Regions from separate parts of the Callithrix jacchus genome. Here region 2 is linked to region 1. A link is a contact called in public Hi-C data. All regions are on one chromosome and are shown on one strand. Each heading gives the region's core, a stretch centred on a gene start, on an enhancer-like site or on the middle of the called end of the contact. The rest is flanking DNA. Distances are from core to core; before and after follow the strand shown.

Evidence for each region. Hi-C and Micro-C count contacts between places; a contact is called where the count stands out from the background.
Region 2: a Hi-C map of skeletal muscle shows a contact between it and region 1, with 3 times the contacts expected there. The contact joins the promoter of SIK3 here to the enhancer-like site in region 1. A contact is called at or near these places in 3 of 3 Hi-C or Micro-C datasets (induced pluripotent stem cells and skeletal muscle).

Annotation. Positions count from the first base shown.
Region 1 is chr10:16,524,735-16,527,467 of calJac240_pri, reverse strand. The region is part of intron 6 of SIK3 (SIK family kinase 3); the gene reads left to right. The region is part of intron 2 of LOC118145714 (a long non-coding RNA gene); the gene reads right to left. Among named protein-coding and RNA genes, the nearest start is that of APOA1, 50 kb to the right of the region's middle. Within about 2 kb of position 1,292, at least 10 of the 16 cell types and tissues checked have an H3K27ac peak or open chromatin away from gene starts, as enhancers often do. A contact at or near this core is called in skeletal muscle, where this site is marked.
Region 2 is chr10:16,743,293-16,745,992 of calJac240_pri, reverse strand. SIK3 (SIK family kinase 3) reads left to right here and starts at 1,269. Exons shown (of 24, transcript XM_078339529.1): 1 at 1,269-1,549. The coding sequence starts at 1,277.

The sequences.
Region 1 (2,733 bases), core at 43-2,542:
AATATTTCAATTTTTATATTGTTAGCAACAAGGTCTTGTTCTGTCACCTATGCTGGAGCCTAGTGGTGTGACCATAGCTCACTGCAGCCTCAAACTCCTGGGTTCAAACAGTCCTCCTACTTCAGGCTCCCAAGTAGCTAGGACTACAGGCCTATGCCACTGTGCCAAGCTAATTTTTAAAAAGATTTTTCAGAGAGATGAGTCTCACTACATTGCCCAGTCTGATCTTGAACTCTTGGTCTCAAGCAATCCTCCCACCTTGGCTCTCAAAGTGCTGGGATTACGGGCAGAAGCCAGCATATGCAGCCTAAATTATTTTCTTTTCCTTAATCTAATTTGAGCTACATCTTAGAATTGGTAATAGTACATATCTTTTCATCTTGCTGATGAAGTTTTGGAAGCTGAAGTTTAGAGAAATTAATTTGCCAAAGCCACACTGGTAATAAGTAATTCAGTCAGTATTCAAATTCACTGTTTGTTCTACTGCACCATACTGTCACAAAAAGAGCAAGATAAACAAACCACTTCCTTTACTTTTCCAATGTCCACAGTGTTTCCTGTGAGCAACTTGGATCTCTTCTACCCTCCACCCCCGCCACCTCACACCAAGGCAAGAGATTCTTACTGAACCCTTCCCAGAGCTGACTTCAGATAGGGGGTCCTGGAAAGCAGCTAAGCATGCTGTTAGCCACATTGTCTGTTAGTGCTTGGAAATAAACTGCAGTCTAACTGCTTAGAACTCACATTTGTAATATGATGTAAGTTAACCTGAAAGCTTCAAGACTCAGAGAAAGCCAACAGGATTATCCCAAACCTAGTCACTCTTTAATCCCAGTTCAGTAATTCCCTGAGTAGAAGTGTTTGTTAGATTAGTACAGAAAATGAGAAACAGCCAGGGTAGGAAATGAGTGGATAATTGCTATATTACCAACATGATCTCTCTGGCCCTTGGTAACATGCATGTGCTTGGCATTGCCGAATGTCATAGGCCTAAATCCCACGACCTTTCAGAGAATACTTCGAAAGGACAAGGCATAGCAGAAAATACATTCATCGGTTGTTTTGGCTTGGCTTGCTGACAACCTTCAAGAAGTGTCAAGTTCATGTGAAGGAAGTTTAGAGTCTGTCCTGGAGTCCTTTTTCTGCTGTACCTCCTGTTTCTGGGCACAGCTGTATCTCAGTAGACCTGGAGCATAGTCTTCTGATGGAGGCAAGTGCCAGCTGCTTTTCAGCCTGTCAGGCCAACTGCTATTGCTGTGTTACAGGAGATAGTGTGGTTGAGGGGAAGTCCTTAAGCACAAGATCCTTCCTTTTCTCAGCTGTTGTCATAGGCTTGAGCTGAGTTTATCTGTTTTTCTTCCTGAAGGATCTAGAAACTCCAGCAGAGCTGGTATAGTGGAAGACAAGCAGGCAAGAGCCCTACCATTTAGCTGCTTCTAGCCAACTTGAATTCCAGAGTAGCTACATACAGCTGTGTGGGAGGCCATGCTCTGCAAACAGATATAGTCAGCTCAAGAATTCTAAGCTGCTCTCTATTGTCAGTAATGTGTGGAATGAATTTTCCTCACAATTAGTGGATATTTCTATGCCTGGTCTGGTTTGTTTGATACAAGTTTCCTTTCATAGGCATCCTGAGACATAACAAAGACATATATTTTCAAGTTGGAATGACAGTGATATACATTTAAAAGAGGATTAATTTGAGGATGTATTTGAGGCTTGATTGATTTTATACCACCTGGTTTTTATAATTATGTATATATGTCTTCTTCCTCCTTTCCCCACTAGAATGTAAGCCTCTTGAACTGTGTTTTCCACATCAGTATCTTCCATAAAACCTAACAGCCCCTGGTAGGGCATAAACACTCACATTCAGTAAGTGTTTTGTAATAAAAAACTAACTCAGTACTACTTAACTATGGAATCTTATATCAGACTCTTGTATTTTTTTTTTAATAGATTATTTTTTGCCCAGGCTGGAGTGTAGCGGGGCAGTCTCAGCTCACTGCAACTTCTGTCTCCGGGGCTCTTGCCTCAGCCTCCCGAATAGCTGGGACTACAGGTACATGCCACCACACCTGGCATGAGCCACCACACCCTGCTCAGACTCTTGTACTATATTGTTAACATGATCTAAATTACTCATCACACCACTTGGTTTTATATGCTTTTTTTTTTTTTTTAAAATGTAGAGATAGAGTTTCATTATGTTTCCCAGGCTGGTCTTGAACTCCTTGGTTCAAGCAATCTGCCTGCCTTAGTCTCCCAAAATGCTTGGGATCATAGGCGTGAGCCACCATGCCCAGCCATGGTTTTATGTACTTTTGTTATATGGGTTATTATGAAGGTGACCAAGGCAAATGACTTTTAGGTGTAAAAAGGTGTTTTGATCTATTACAGAGTTTGTTTTCTATGCCTCAAGTAAAATAAGTTTGATCCAGGCCCGTGTTTTTGGATTAAACTTCACATAGCATCCCAAAGATCAGTTTGATAAAACCCTGAGTCTAAATTATAGAAGGATTAAAAATTGAAACTTGCTGTTTTCTTGATCTGTTGTGGAAGGTGAAACCTGACCTGGCTTCATGTGTTGGCAGATGTTTCCCCTGACCGCCACTCCCACCTATGGATGCCAGTAACTTAAATTTTTTGAGCACCAGACTCATTCAATGTATCTTTTTTTTAACCATCAGAAACATACTTACAGCCTAGTTTACCAGATTCTCCTGTGTACCA
Region 2 (2,700 bases), core at 20-2,519, 220 kb before region 1:
GCCAAAGACTATTGTGTTGACAGTCTGATTTCCTACCTCCTACCCTCACCTAAAGCAGCTAAGTTAATCTCTTTAATAATGGGAAGGGGAGGGCCGGGCGTGGCGGCTCACGCCTGTAATCCACGCACTTTGGAGGCCAAGGTGGGTGGATCACCTGAGGTCGGGAGTTCAAGACCAGCCTGATCAACATGGGGAAACCCCGGCTTAAAAAAAATAAAGGGAAGGGGAGAGAAGAGGAGGAAGTCTGGGAGTTATGAAGGATGCCAGGTAATAGAGAAGGGAAGAAAAAGGGATATGAAATTGCTGGAGTTATTAACTTGATGACCCTTAATTTTTTGGAGAGTCACTAGGAAGGATGGAATTACTATTATTCACTTACTTATTTCGCTTAACCGACTATCCTTAAACATGACGTGGTTCATTGGACAATGTGCACCACTGCTTCATCAGGCTTATACAAGCCACAGAAATCGTATGTAGGCACTCTGACAGACATCCCTACAGAACTGTTCAGAGACGGGGGTGGTAGGAAGGAAAATGACGTACCTTCTCTGGCTGTCACCCACCCAATGACTGGAATGCCTGTTTGGACTGGCTTCTCCGCCCTTGAACACGCAAATCCTTTCCCCATTCTCCTATATTCGGTGACAATTAGGTTGATTGCACAGGGTGAGCTGGATTTTATAAGAGGAAGGAATTTTACTGAAGAATTCCCTCGCGTTGTTACCAACTTGGTTACAGTTGCTTAAAAAGTGTAGCTATTCCTGCCTTTGTGGCCTCAAGGGCTAAAGTGGGACAACGTTGGTATTTTTGGTGATGAGGAAACACTTTTTTTGTTAAGGGAGGTTGGGTGATCGTTGAACTGGGACAGAGGTCACAGCAGAGGTCACATTGGCGATTCCAGCGGCGGTGGGGGGCTGGCTGTGGGTCGGGCATCCTGCGCCCCCGACCCGGGAAAGGCGGTGGAGGCTTCGAGGTTGGGCGCCCACCGGAGGTTCCCACCGCCAGCTCCCGGAGGGGGGCACTCGGGAGCCAGCGCCTCAGGAACCGGGGCCCACGCGGGAAGGTCGAGCCCGCCGGTGAGGTCACGGTTGCCATGGCTCCGGGCAGTGACGCGCGTCGGCACGTGACCCGCGGTTGCCATGGCGGCGGGCGCCGGTCGGCGAGGGCGCCCCGCCTTCCCGAGTGACGTCCGCGGCCCCCCCTTTCCCGCCCCCCCTTGCCCCCTCCCCCGAGCCGGCTCCCCGCGGCCCCGGAGGTTTCACTGCACAACAAGATGGCGGCGGCGGCGGCGAGCGGAGCTGGCGGGGCTGCCGGGGCCGGGACGGGGGGAGCCGGGCCCGCGGGCCGCCTGCTGCCTCCGCCCGCTCCGGGGCCCCCGGCCGCCCCCGCTGCCGTGTCCCCCGCGGCCGGCCCGCCGCGTCCCCCAGCCCCGGCCTCCCGCGGACCCATGCCCGCCCGCATCGGATACTACGAGATCGACCGCACCATCGGCAAGGGCAACTTCGCGGTGGTCAAGCGGGCCACGCACCTCGTCACCAAGGCCAAGGTACCGGCGCGGGGCCGGGCGGCCGTCGCAGCGTGGCGGGGCCGGGAGAGGTCCGCGCCCCCAGCCGGGGGGTCGGGACAGCGAGCGCGACGCGTGGTGGGAGCGTTGGGGGCCGGGGAGGCGGGAGGGGGCCGGCCGCGGCGGGGCGGGCGCGGAGCTAGGGACCGACACCTGGGACCCGAGACGGCGGAACTTCACGCGGGGGCCCGGGGCCACAGAGCACCGGCCCTGGGAGCCCGGGAGCCGGGCGCGGGGAGGGTCCTCGGGGCTGAGGGCAGAGGAGTAAAGGGGGTGATTGGAAAGAAGGGGTCGGAACTCCCCGGGGACCGGGAGACTGTAAGCCAGTAAGTCTCGGGAACCAGCAGCTAGGAAGTCATAAGGGAATGAGGACGGGGGCGTATGCAATCTGGACCAGGAGGATGGGGGAAGACCAGGGTGAAGTGGCAGACCCGGGCTTGTGAGGGGACCCAGGACGGCTGCGGCACGAACTGGGGATGTGCACAGCTGCAGGGCGCTGGGAGGTCTCAGGATCTTGGTGCCTTAAGGCAAAGATAGGAATCCGCATTTGATCGTCTAAGACTGATAGATGGTGCGAAGGGGAGCCCGAGGAGAGACACGATTAGTGGAGGAGGTAGTGAGGAAAATGGGGAAATAGGGGGAAATTGCTTTGCTTGTCCACAGGAAGGGGCCCAGGGAATGGAGGAGTTGAAGTGGGGGTGGGGGGGTGTCCCAGGTTTATAATGGCACTAGGTAATCAGGGGTTAAACAGTTTGGGAGAGATGATTGCCGGTTATTTTTAGTTGTTGGAGGGTCGGGAATGGTGGGCTTTGTAGAACCCAGGGTGGGCTTTCACTGGTCGAGGCGGGAGGCTTGTGATTGAAGAACGCAGACACCGGGAGATTACACGCATGGAGCCCTTAGGTTCTTAAAGGGATTTGAGGCGCCATAGGAGTGAGATTGGCCAAGGTCAATTAGGAAGCTCTCCATGTATGCATGTTCAATACCTTCTTTGAGGAAATATGGTAGCACCTTCATGTAGCCTTCGTTGGGAGGATTGGAATCTAGGACATCAGGAGGAATCTTCTGGTTTTGGTGGAACCCGCAAAGCCCATTTTTCCTCCAGAATTTTCTTTGCTCAATATCTTCCCTGA